Linked DNA regions of Bicyclus anynana: region 2 is linked to region 1. Evidence: chromatin contacts called from public Hi-C data. All regions are on one chromosome and are shown on one strand. The core of a region is the stretch at or near the end of the contact, and the rest is flanking DNA. Distances in the headings are between cores, read along the strand shown.

Region 1 (6,759 bases), core at 456-2,955:
GAAGCGATGATCGCTGTACGATTTAAGGAGCGGTCTTCGAACTCGGTCGTCGACCTCGCGATTACTCTTTTTCTATACGCAATGACGTAACTTGGAAAGTGCGGAAATGTTAATCAGAAGCACCAGATCGCGTCTTGATTCTCGAGCATCAATGGCGCGGCCATCTCTCGCGGATGCTCGGGGAAAGGTTCATTGAACTTGCGAAACTTCACCTGTCACAGTCGAGGGGAGCGAAACAAAGGGCCCGACATAACGAAGAAAGCGCTGTACTATCTGATTGAATCACACCGAGATATTACGAAGGCGGTCGATTATTAGATGAGGTAAAGAATTTTGAAATTAGAACTGCGGACGCACTCCGTATGCTACGCGATGCGACCCGCTTGCACAAGCTCTGGCGGAAGAGAGTGCGGACAAAACGGCACATTGCGGTGATGCAATAAAGAAAGTGCGGAACTAAAGTAGGTTTTCTAACGCGGTGAATGTACTCGGCCATTAGTTGTGTATCATTCGAGGCGGCAAAGGCTCTAGCGCGGCGGGCGACGACCTCGGACCGGGCCCGTACATTTTGCACTCGGCCGCGACTCGTGTGATATAATACAATTGGCACGGAAAATTGCGAATCAGCCGAGCTCCAGTCTAGCTGAAGCTGTACGTTATCATTGCTTGCGTTACACCGCCACCGCGTTAGGTAACGTGTGTTGTCATTGCAATTGCGATGTAACACGCGAAGTGCGGAAAAGCGATTGCGTTCACTGTGACAATACATCAAATGATAGATGACCTTAGGAATGGGCGAAAAACGTGTTTAAGAGCGGATATGTCAAGTTCAGCGTGTGCGAGAGGCGGGGGCGGCGGGGGAAGCGGCGCCGGCGCAGTGACAATGAATGGCAAGCACCGTTGTACTTGACCCAGTATTCGAGCCGAGAGCCGTCGCGGCGCTGCAGCCGATGATGATACATGTGACACTAACAGGCCGCCGCTCGCCCCACACACACCTACGTTTACAACCAACCCGATAATAAATCGCGCTCGATAATCAGAGCAAAAAAAATGAGGGCACGAATAGACGTTCATGTTTTTCACATCGAAACTCATTAAACACGCGGCTGTAACACAAAGGCTGTTTATGACAGCTTTGACATTGGCATATTGGCTCACTAGGCCACGGTAAAAAACATCTTTGGCACGATTTACGTCGATCAAGAAATTGTTTGATAAATCGAGATGTGCGTCAGCGCCATCCTTCATATTTCGTGATATCATTGCTTTTTATTGTGTCCATTATGTTCTTGAATCATAGTAGGATTAAATATGTGTCGAAACACATGTAAACCATGTAAGTGGTATGAAGTGGTTTGTCATATACACATACCTGTTATAATGTGGTATTACGCAAGGTCATAGATGCACCTGTTCTTGCACTGGCCGATGTAACCGTTACTATTCCTACACGTATACACCGTCGACCTATACAGATACTCACACGTAAATACAATGCAGAAGGCCATGAAGGAATTCGTATCCACCTGTCGAGTAACTTTTTTGTAATCATCCAACAGAATTTTAAGTAATGAAGAACACGCCGATATGTGACAAAACGAAAAAATGAAACGCTTGCAGCGCTCGCGGCGTCCGGTGTCGGCATGTAATAATCCAAGTGGGTTAAGGTTTCATCAAGGATTTGTTGCGGCAAAACTCCGCTCCAAAACCGAGCGCCGGTTACTGTAAGCCACGAGTAATGCACGCCTTGGTTCCGCTGCATTTGCTCATTGCCTTTTGCAACACAATCCCTCTTGTAGTGTTCTTCAGTTAATGGCGACGAGCAGTCTGCTAATGGCTAGATGATGAATGGCACGAAAGTTTCTCTTTCCTTTGTAGGTGTTTATGACTGTCGCATTTCATTCACCTGCCACGACAATATTACAGACCTTAATTCAAAGGACGCGAGGGTTCTTTTGTTTAATTAGCGTCCAGCGAACAAAAGTAACTCGATCGTCGGAGTTCGCCTTTGTGCGGGCACAGAGGGACACAATGGTGGAGTCCTTTGAGTGGTGCCTTTTGTAACTCTGTAAGTACCGAAAATTGAGCGCAAAACAAACAGGTTAATAAGTTTCAAAACGATCCAGATGTATTACAAAAGCGGTAGCACACAACCGTTTGGCAACAGCACGGACAATTGTTTCGCAACTGGCATCCCAGCGTCCGGACCACTCGATTAATTGTTTCTATCGTAAAACATCGACTGTTGGATGCTTTTGTTTTACATACAGAGCTCATTGTCGCCGCAAAGAGTGCTTCACGACATACGGCCATTATGAATTGGATTGGTTTATTGCTCAAGATTCCTGATATTTAATAACGATTCTTTTATGAATGCTATTAAAATATATTGTAATGGCTGAACAAGTTTGTGTTTTAGCAATGCAATCTGACCTCGAACGCATTATGTAAGTAATAGACATCACATTTTTATTAACTAAGTATCTTTCTCATATATTTGTCATTAGTCTTAAACTATATAGGTAATAAATAAATAATTGACTCTAAGTAGGTACATCATATTCATCAGCGTTTAAGTGCGTGTTGTGCCATGATATAGAACAACAATACAATTAACGATAAATTAAAATTATTACTGCAATAATAATTATACTTATCTGAGTATCGCTCTCAGTGGTTAAGTGTTCAGCGCTGATGCAACTAAAAAATCTTGTGAAATAAATAAATAAATGTTAAAAGGACCTTCGACTGAACGACCTCAGTTTGGTATAAAATTTCGAATATCTGTTGCTATGTAGCTGCTCAAAAGGGCTAGAACCTAGAGAACGTAAAGCCAAGTTTTTGATATAAAAAAAAAGATGCGTATACGTGATCGATCATCGGATGGCCGTCCACATTAGCAGCGGGACGCATTCAGCGCGGCGCACCGTCATGAGATGCGCAGGCGGCGGCAGATGTTCGCAAGCAATTGTTGAGGGAACAAAAGCAGGTAGACGCATAGGACGCTACAACGCCATGTGCTACGTGTCATTTTTTCCAGATGATAACATGTTTTAGGCAAGAAACGCGAGAAAAAATATTCTAATCTGACCCAACAGATGGCCGAGCACATGTCCGCCACAAAAAATATATATCAACGCTGGATTATTCAGCGCCTACCTACGCAGCGCTCGGGATCGATTCGGAATTCAATTTTCACGGTATCAGCCGAAGCTTTGTTTTACTGGTGACTACAGTAAATTAAATACAATCGCTTCCCTTTGTTACAAAAGAGAGAAACGAATTGAATCCCAGTTATCAAAATTAATAACAGCAAAAGCAATTTACTTTGATCGCCGTAATATCCTGCCGGCGCATTTATTGAGCTGAATTTTCAATTGTTTTCCGTGCGAACGCGGGGAATAATACGCGTAACTATCTTATCGGTTTTTACTTATAGATAGCTCTTATGATCTCCGCTTTCTATTAGATTGTAACATGAACTTTCACGAAATTAATGAACGTCAGGCGAACGATGCAGAGGAAAGAACTATCGAAAAAACGACAAATATTGACCTCGCAGCATATGTCGAAAGTCAAACTTAAAGACTGGTTACAACTTGCATTTGAATAAACATTCGCTGCGATACTAACGTAACTTTATTGACCTTACGTCGTATTGAATGTCGGGTTGTATGCACCCGGTCCCCAGATAGAGATGTCGTCAGATGGACAAACAAGTCTTTCCCTTCAGAAGTTTGTATTGTCTGTTACATCACTATATAAAATATTGATCAAGCAACAATGAAGATTGAGTTCTAAGATAACCATTATTGTGTATCATGTGCAAGAGACAGGTAGAAAAATATTGCTTAAACTAGATTGAGTACATTCTTCTCAATATAAACAGTATGTAAGAAAAGTAAAGTTGATTTTGACAACTATAAATTTTACATGGTGACAACAATCGTGTCGCTATTAAAAATATAATGAAACATCAAAATGAGTAGCGTCGTAGAAGTATTGACTATAAAACCCTATTGTAGATCTGGATTTACGACCGACTTGTTAACTTGTTTCTTTAAAAGACACCTTGTGTTATAAAATGTCTGGTTCGAATCTCGATGGCAGAGGATAACAATAGTCACTCGTTTCGTTTGCGCACAGCACATTCGGAATGCGAATTTTGAACACGTGCGACTTGCAGGTAGACAACGCATGTGCAGTTTATTGTCTTCTTAAGAATAGGTGTTATTCTTGGTCATGAATAGGAGCCGCTTGCACAATGGAGGATTCTTTTCTATCGCGACGCATCATCGATTTGATAAAGAATCCGAAAAATACATCATGCGTAGGAGAATTCAATGCTGCATTTGTGTGGAACATCTGGGGTACACAGAATTTCGAGCGATGCCTCACAATTGGCGAGTTCGTTACAATAAACATTTGTCGACGTTCAGGTAATTCGTAAAAGATTAACCCGATACGAAATTTAACAATGCAAATGAAACATCTTGACTTTTTTTATTTTTAGGTCGTATGAATGGCAATGAAAAATTGAATATTTTATTAATATAACTAGTTTATGAATTTGCAAGATTTGCGGAAAACGAAAATGATGTTAGAAATAGCAAAATGAAAAGAATAAGAGGAAACATGATACGGAGCGAGATATTAAATTATTACCTTGATACATTTTAATGATAATTATTAAATAATAAACTAATGGATTTAGTTACAAAGGAAAACCTAAATCTACATAAACTCTAGTGGATGTTTGGTAATGTAAGAATAAATATTGAAGAGTCAACTAGCTAATAATATCGAGTACGTAAGAAATACTCGTACGTTGCGGCATAACACGACCTTAAGTCGTTATCTGCTGGTGATAAGAAAGATTATGTGACCTTTATGTGTTGACTAGGTGTCTCTGGCAATGTGTGATAAGCCGTAAGACCAATGACCGTGGTCAGATCCTGGGTATTAGTGCCTTTAGGTACTAATGTTATAATTATGGTTTATTTAAAATTTGGTATTAATGGATTTCAAGAGCCAATGAATTAATAATTAGAAAGAATGAAGCAAGTAGACTGGAGAACCTAGTCCTGGGATTTTCATGTGTTCAAAATATTATAATAAAAAGACTTTTTTACCTCTACTAAATAATCCAAGTCTTTTTAGATTCAAAAATAATTTGCGATAAAAATAACGCAGCAAAATAAGTACTAGATTTATATAAATACGGACAAAAAGTAAGCTAAGTACTTTTGAGGTTCCATTATTAAAAAAAACAATAGGCGAGAGCGCCGTTAAGTACTTTTGCAAGCCAGATATAACGGGGCCGGAAGTAAAGTTGAATGAAATTATATTACACAATCATCTGCCAGTAAACATAGCCATATATAGCTTAAATATTAATCGACCCGTTGTAACTGATCAAGTAAATGAAATTGCAGTGGAATTCAACGAATGAGTCTGTATTGTTAATGTAATGGTAGAGTTATGTGCACATATATGTACGCAGTAGGATCTATAAACGTATGACATGATTGACATTAAAACCAATACAGTGACCTTAATGTCAAACAAAAATAAAATGGTACCACTCTAATACAATTAGTGTTGATCTTGGAATAACTAAAACGGAATACTTTTAATTAACCAAAAGTGATTTTGAAAAATTCTATACATACATATGATAATACAATATTCAAATGTTATAAGTTAACTGGTAAGGACAATTTAATAATATAGGCAATTCATGAAACTCATCATTGTGCTGACGCAATATGATCGATCATATTCATGAAAGATGACGTGATATCGTCTGAAGTTTACAATAATAATATACGAGGGTATTTACTCGGCGCAATAATAATTCAGACTTTAATCATCTTGATTAGAGAACTACACGGAGTGATACAGTGAAACTGTCCACACACTAACTTCGTGCTAACGAAAGCTGATGATCCAAATAAAATCACGTAAATGATCCATGCAGATCTTTCTACTAATACATCACGTAACCCAGTAGAGAATTACACTGTACGTAGACATAAAAAGAGCAACATTGGTCTCGTACTAATGTGTTAATGATTGCAAAGTCCAAGACGGTTACGTCAGACTTATCTCCGACATTGATTTGATTCCGTCATCGTTTACGACTCTACAGAGGTGACTGAATGATTTAATATAATAAAACAATCCAGTGTGATCTAGATAATTATTTAAACAATGAAATAACGACCGATAACGTAGGGTTTGTTTTTTGAACACTTTCATAAAGCAATTTAGGTAGATTATCTTTTCCTGTCGAATGTAAAGGACCGGACGAATATAATAAAAGAAGTATCACCAAATTTCTACAAAGGATTATAAAATCAGAACTACTTTAAGTAACACATGTTCCTGTCGTATTTCTTTATAACTAGCTAGCAGTTCCGCCTGCGATATTCCCATTCCCGTAGGAATACACAGATAAAATATAGCCTATAAAACTCCCTAATAATGTAGCTTGTCCAGTGGTTGAGTTAATTCGTTACATACAAAAATACGAATCTTTTCCTCTTTATAATATTACAGTGTAGATGAATTATATAGTTTCTGGAAACATTTAGATTTAGAATGTAGAAGCAATAAACGTCGAGTTAAATAATATGGGACATGTGGTGGTTCCTGGTCGAATGGGCGGAAGAGCGTCGCTTGCGCAAACACTTGACATTGAACCAGCCGTCGCGATGCGGAGGTCGATGCCGGATTCTTAAACATTTAAATGTA
Region 2 (7,190 bases), core at 2,892-5,391, 35 kb after region 1:
TATGTATTATATTAAATCAAATATTGTTAATTTTTTTAATTTTGTGAACAAGATACGATAATAAACTTTACTTATCGATAATATGTCTTTCATTGTTACACCCTTCACTAGACGGCTCCATAAGACCCATAAGTGCAAGCGAGATAGATATAGAGAAATGATTTATGGCCCTAAGACTCAGTTGTTAATGCTATTAGTATAGGTGTATGTAGTGGGTAGATATATCGCGCGCATGTTGTATTGCAAGGATCTTCAAAATAACGAGTTTCCTAACTGGTTTGTAGTTTTATACGTTGCCTTGGCGCCTGCATGATTCAAACCGACACGGAACAGATTTCGCTCGCAAAAAAACAGGAATTTACTCGAATTGCGCTTTAACTTTATCAGATGACGCATTTGATTAAATTTGTGATTGATAACCTATAGCTGTTGCCTTCTGTGTAATAAAATACCCAAGTTAAGCAGGTTCACCCGACCTAATTTATTTTTGTATGTAGTGAGTCAACTAGCAGGTATTAATTATGTTTATTTTATTGATATACTAATAAAACTTCTTCTAAGAATACTTTAAATTTGTATGTCTATTAATTTTATTACCAATGTTTCTTTACCCTCCAAGTAATATTGTGTTAGGATTAGGGTACGACAATAGTTAATAGAAAAGACCTCTCTATAAAAGAACGTCGGGCAATTGAGGCTTGAATTACTTACAGGCCATGATTACAAACTATGGGGTACGGGACATAGACACACAACTAGAGTACTCTAAACTTCAAATTCGCCTCTTATGTCTCTGTCTAAGACGATACTATAGAAAAAGAAAGGTAGAGGTGAACTTGAAATTCACACTTGCGAGAGAAAACATTAGTACCGCTGAACACGATTTAATAAATTTCTGGTTTGGAGTGGTCGGAAGCGACAAGTTGTCAAGTAGATAGGTCCGAGGGCAACATTTGATTAGATCTCTGATTGATATCCTCGTTAATCTCGCGGTGTGAACGTTATTGTTTGCAGTTGCGACACTCGACACATGACATTGTAAGCGATGGCTCTACTCTAGCTGGCCTACAAGTGCGACCGAGCAGCGAGACCGTGACATATAAAGTTTGATATTTATCGACAAAATATAGTATCGACATATTTTTAGTTTATGGTGGATTGACATCCTTATTAACAATATCTGTAATAAATACTTAGGTATGAATTTAGTTTTTGTGAATAAGGTAAGATTGTTTTCCGTGTGTTTGTGTGTGTGATTTTTAAAGTATTTAAAAGTAAGGCTACATTCAGAACTTGAGCTTTGTAATGTCTATAGACCTAAACTTATGATGAATAATTAGGTAGGTACATTGGATGAGTTTGACCATGCCGTTCCAGTAGACTGGCTAAATGCTTCTAGCATTTCAATAAGCATTAAACTTCCTGTCTTTTTGGGACCAAGATACATTAGTACCTATAAGTAAATATATAAAAAAGTAATAATAATATAATTAAATAGGTATCTACCTACTATCTTCCCAGATATTGTTACCGCAGATAAGGCATTATCACTTATCAGTGTGAGAATTCATTTTCAAGGGCAATTATAAGAGTCGCAGAGTTAACTCGGTTTCAAGTAACAATTGATTAATTGCAATGAAAGGGAAACACCATGTGGGCATATTATTGGGAAATGGGCTTATCTCGATGGGGAGTCTATCCCGTGGGATACATGGAACCCTTTTATAGCAGTCTAGCAGTTACGTACTGTTTCGCCATTGAATCGATAAACATGTCCACAAATTAAGATTTTTTATGTTATTTTAAACTTGTATAAGTTCTAAAATAATAGTTTTACGTGGCTATCAATGTTTTCATTTTACTTTAAAACATAGTGTTCAAATTATGAGCAAGCTAATTAAGTAACCACTGGACCAGAGGTCGAGTAAAACAAGAGATTACACAGTGTAGTGTATCAATCAAACAAAACTGCGCAACTTCTGTTGAAACAAGGCATAATTTCGACACGAGACGCGTTACGTATCCCTGTCGTGTCGGCTGAAGATAAATCGTTGCATCTAAAAGTATTTTTAGCAAATAAATTATCAACGACTTTTTGACATTTGACAGGTTTTCGAACTAAGAATTTAATGGCTTGCTTGGCTGTACGGTGTAATACCTTTGCCTTATCCCTACGGGAAAGAATAAAGAAAAAAATAATAGCTTGCAATAGGGTAGCAATTAGCATCAGTAGTACCTAGTCATAAATTAATTTAATTAATGTTGTGTTTGTTAAATGGTGTTTACAATTGCTTATGTAGTTTGTTATGTAAGCTTCTTATATATAACAACAAGATCTATAATGAGTATGAAGGACATTTATTTAGTAACTTTAATTGACGGGTAAGAAAAATAATTTGTGCACCGCACCAGCATGCAGGCTTGGCTAGTTGTTTATGCTACCAATTTTGTATTGCGCGGGGTCGAGACGCGGTCCAACTGGTTTTCGTTTATAGTTTTAGTTATCGATGTAGATCGGTCACTTACTTTGCAAACGTATTCCTCTTGCGTGCGCACATCCACACACCGACAGAGTGATGATCCTTCCACTTGTTCGAGTAACAAATACTTTTCCGCGACGAGCGCCGCTTGGAACTGGTGTTGGGCGGGCGGAGGGCTGGCTGGGCTGGGCGCTGGGCTGGAGGGCGAGGGAGCCGCAGACAAGCGTTCGGCCAGGGCAGGCGACGGGGCCCGTTCGTCCTTGCTGTCTCCCGCGGCCGCGGGCGACGTCGACGGCTTGCTCAGGCGCAGAGGCCACAGCAACGAGGGTGATCCGGGATCCATCACTGAACACTTGCACTGTCACAACACTAACGTTCACAGAACACAAACACTTAAAACTTAGGAGGAACTATGATGAGATGAACATGATCTGCAATAGAAACAACACCCGATTAGATAGAGAAAAATTGCAAAATTATCAAACGAAACTATGAGACAATCTGCGATTTAGCAACGCGGTTTAGTAAGGGGAAATTGTAAAGTATTAAAAGTGTACTACGAATATGGTACGAACCTTGAAATGATTCGTCCTGAGTGGATATCGTACCAAAATTTGACTGTCCGTGGTGACGTATTTCGCTTGTTGAGCACGGTATTACAGGAATTTAAATTCGAGTAAACCGAACACGTATAGACAGGCCAATATTTTGGGCCGGTGTCCGCTCGGGTTGAAGTGAGACTAAGCGAACACACGACCGCCTTGCACTAACGCCATTGCGAGACTATTTGAGAGTTGTGACGAGGCTGACGCGGCGCTCGCGGAGCCTTGGGCCAGCAACCGTGGATCCAATGTTGAACGTCCAATGTCGACACACCGTCAGCTCGCGTACTACGCAAGCATACGCCATGCGGTTCGAAGACGTAGCGCGCTGTCGCCTGCCGTCTCTCTCTAACTAGCGTATACGCCGCCCCTTTGAGAGAGATAGCACTCGACCATTCATTTACGTTTGGCAATGCAATGATGTCAAATGTGTATACAGTTTCAATATTTTTCACAACAATAAATTAAACAACAGAAATTAAGTGCGGTATTTTACAAAAAAATGTACGTAATGATTGCAAAAAATTCTCGTTTCAAGACTGAAATTCGAAATTGGCTGACATTACTTACGCACGTAGCGCGTTCAATAAGTACCAACCTACCTACCTGCAACTATATAGGTAGGTAATAGGTATGCATCACTACATCATTAATTTACTTTTAAATTAGTCTGCATTCGACAACTTACATCATATTATTGCAAAAATAAACATTTTGAATTGCGACATTATATTATTGCAAATTGACAATAGCCTACCAATAAAATTGACGACATTTCATAACATGTTTTTAACTTTTTTAAATTGTCTAGGTAGGTAGGTAGGTAGATAGATATTTGGCTTGCTAATGAAGCATATAATATGCAAATATCAATTAACGGTAAAACGTGATGCCTATCAGTAAAATTAAATATTAGAACTTACCCACATATCTACTCCTAATTGTCAAATTAGGCGCCGTGCACCAAACTTCGAATCCCCTCTGAAGACGAGGCGTATGATTCTGCAATAAACGAAAACGTATACCAGTCGAGTTAAAAAACCTTACAAAAATCCTCCGCAGTACGGAGTGTTGCAGTGTCAAACTGGACTAGAAGTTTGCTCCTTTTTTATTCACCTACCCTACAAATCCATTGAATATATTTGATAGGAAGATTAGAAGTTTGATGTTATTTATGCCATTAAAACAAAGTGACATTGCTCGCACCTAATAAAATGTATCAAGGTATTATGTTATGTTTAACCTTTATAAAAATTAAATGTAGTTTAACAATCGAATGCCATTTATTATGAAATACACTACGGTCTTGATCTAATTGATATTTTAAGCAATACTTATAATAGTTAAATTAAAAAAATAAATTGTTAATAATTAAACTGAACACTCGTAAGTCAAAACCAAGGCAATATTACTCTTATGTAGATACTAGGTAGGCGAGTACCTATTTTAGAATTTTTCAAATACCTACGTATTAAAAGATACAGACAAAGTGACGCGCGATTTTTTCGTTTATTTCCTTATTTCAATAATATGTGAGAATTGTTAATACCTCCTCTTTTTATGACTAGCGAATCTATTTGTGTAGGTAACACATCTCTAGTAAAATATCGACCTAAGTATCATAAAAGAAATAGAATCGAGTTTTGTAAATTACATTACAAACATTTATGCAGCCTGTAAAAAGGTTGGAACTGTTTGAGTTTACACGGATTCCTGGCCCAATATCCTGTGGCTGTACGATCATGTTTGAGCTTGCTCTTAGCAGCCCGCATCTTCACCTCGTTACCTAAGGAGGAAGTAGGCAAACAAGGACGAGCATGTTTGTCTACGTGTGATCCTGTTTCAATTGTGGAACATGTTCCCATAAAGTCGCTACAGACCTTCCAATCGGACGAATGCAATAAATAGGACCCTATTAATAACCCGACCGACACACTATGCTTCTCATGCTATTCGTCGCGTTGCCGCAATGTTGGACTGCCTGGCCAAGCATTGCTCTACTTGCAGACATACTCGTGCAAATATTTCCGAAATATTTCCACGAATGTTCGCGGTCAGACGAGTAACCATACAAATTCCCTGCTCACTTTCCTCATTACTTCCAACGCCACTCGTGCAGTGTGGAAGCGGCATATGTCGGTAGAAAATACTATGATTTCTATTCCAAAGTGTAGAAACGGGTGACATGGAACTTCTAAAATTATCATTTAAGTTTCATTGTAAAGTATAAAATGAATGATTTTTAATAATTTAGTAGGTAAGTGTTGCGTATCTTGCCGGCAATTCTTAGCAGAACCTGCCTTCCAGATCGGCAGTAAATCACTAGTCACTACGAACAAACAGACTTGACGTTTCAAAAGTGCTTGTTACGTAAACTTCTTGAAATAAACGAGTTTTAAATTTTAATTAGATATATGTAGGTACACGATTTTACTGTCCAGTGTCCAGATTACTACATTAGTGATATAAAAGAACTTTTACTGGAGCTGTTAAGAAAAACAAGACAAAACTATTTTACAGAGCCCTCTACTATTACACTACCTCATCATATATGTGAAAAGAAAGAAATTAACTAGAAACTATAATAACTTCGTTAATTCCAACCAGATATATCATGCAACCGAGTTTAGCCAGTCCCGACGAGACAGTTCATAACTAGCTTACTATGCAAGTAGTCGACCGCACGCGTTATATTCGGTAAACTCTCCTCGTGTAAGTTAGCCTTAAATATATTATACTCACATTTAGATAAAGCCTTTAGTAATATACTATATACCCATAATAAATAATAATGATTATCTTGACTTTTTAACTAAGTAATAACACATTAAATAATATAAATGCATTAATATCAATAATGTGAGTTTGTTTGTTTATTTCGCTTTAACGTCTCAACCGATTTTAAAATCTCTTTTAGCAATAGAAATCTACACTATCAACGAGTAACATAGCCTCCGCTAGTTTAATTATAAATTATATAAATATGAAAGAATTAAAATTATTATTTATCTTTAAATAAAGTTAGCAAAAATGTTACGCAATTAAAATTAGCAAAAATATTACGCAATCATGAAATATTTTTAGGAACTTTTTTGTAATGTATACTACCATTGTATGCATTATGAACATTGTTTTTCGACACATTGTTTTTCAACAATTCAGAGTTTTGTATGAAGAAAGAAAACTTGAGGAAATTCTATTGCTACACAGGCACGTGATAGGAGCGGACGGGAGGCACAGCTCTGGTGCTACGTCACGGGAGATTTTATAACTACTCTTCGACAGTTATTTATCGTCACAACTCGTAGTGTTATGACGTAGGTAGTTATGACGTCTATAAAACATTAGATCACGTGATAACCACGTTCCAATATCAATTCTCTTTTTAGCATACCTAATACGAATGAAAGAAATTAAAAAAATATAACAGCCGTGATAGCCCAGTGGATATGATCTCTGCCTCGAATCCGGTCCGGGGCATGCACCTCTAACTTTTCGTTTATATGTATTATAAGAAATTAATATCACGCGTCTCAAACGGTAAAGGAAAAACATCGTGAGGAAACCTGAATACCTGAGTATCTTCTTAATACTCTGCGTGTGAAAAGTTTGCCAATCCGCATTGGGCCAGCGTGGTGGACTATTGGCCTAACCCCTCTCATTCTGAGAGACTCGTGCTCAGCAGTGAATATGGGTTGATAATGATGATGATTAATACGAGTGAATTTTACAATCTTTAAAGTGATATTTGATTTGCATTCTCGTTTGATGTTAAGTGATGGAATCGTGCTATCATGGAAGTAAGCTCCGTTTACCCGACATCCCCGAGTGGTTTCCAGTTCCACATTCCTGAGTGCTTGAACCCTAAGTCTTTGCGGTCTGACCGTCCATCGTCTCCAGTAAAGTGGTAACTAGCCAAGTTGGAAGCCTGCTCCCAGGTCTTTGCTTTGAATGATACAATTTGTTTGATATATTCTAAAGTCATCCAGAAAATATAATCAATTTTCTTACGCAATATTTAAAAATGTATCCATAGCTTATATTTTGAGTAGGTTATAAGTTATCTATTTATATAACTAATAATAAAAAAAATTAAAGAAATTAGAAA

The links. A called contact is a pair of places that touch in the nucleus more often than the background predicts.
Region 2: a contact with region 1 is called in a Hi-C map of whole larva, with 3 times the contacts expected there. The contact joins the promoter of LOC112053885 here to the enhancer-like site in region 1. A contact is called at or near these places in 2 of 2 Hi-C or Micro-C datasets (whole body and whole larva).

What each region holds. Positions count from the first base shown.
Region 1 is chr3:15,850,721-15,857,479 of ilBicAnyn1.1, forward strand. The region is part of intron 1 of LOC112053876 (eukaryotic translation initiation factor 3 subunit H); the gene reads right to left. The region is part of intron 3 of LOC112053885 (tribbles homolog 2); the gene reads right to left. Among protein-coding and RNA genes, the nearest start is that of LOC112053885, 33 kb to the right of the region's middle. Within about 2 kb of position 1,706, at least 8 of the 8 cell types and tissues checked have open chromatin away from gene starts, as enhancers often do.
Region 2 is chr3:15,883,004-15,890,193 of ilBicAnyn1.1, forward strand. It overlaps LOC112053885 (tribbles homolog 2), which reads right to left and starts at 4,142. Exons shown (of 5, transcript XM_024093478.2): 1 at 4,006-4,142; 2 at 2,527-2,911. The coding sequence starts at 2,823. All of the region lies in intron 1 of LOC112053876 (eukaryotic translation initiation factor 3 subunit H), which reads right to left.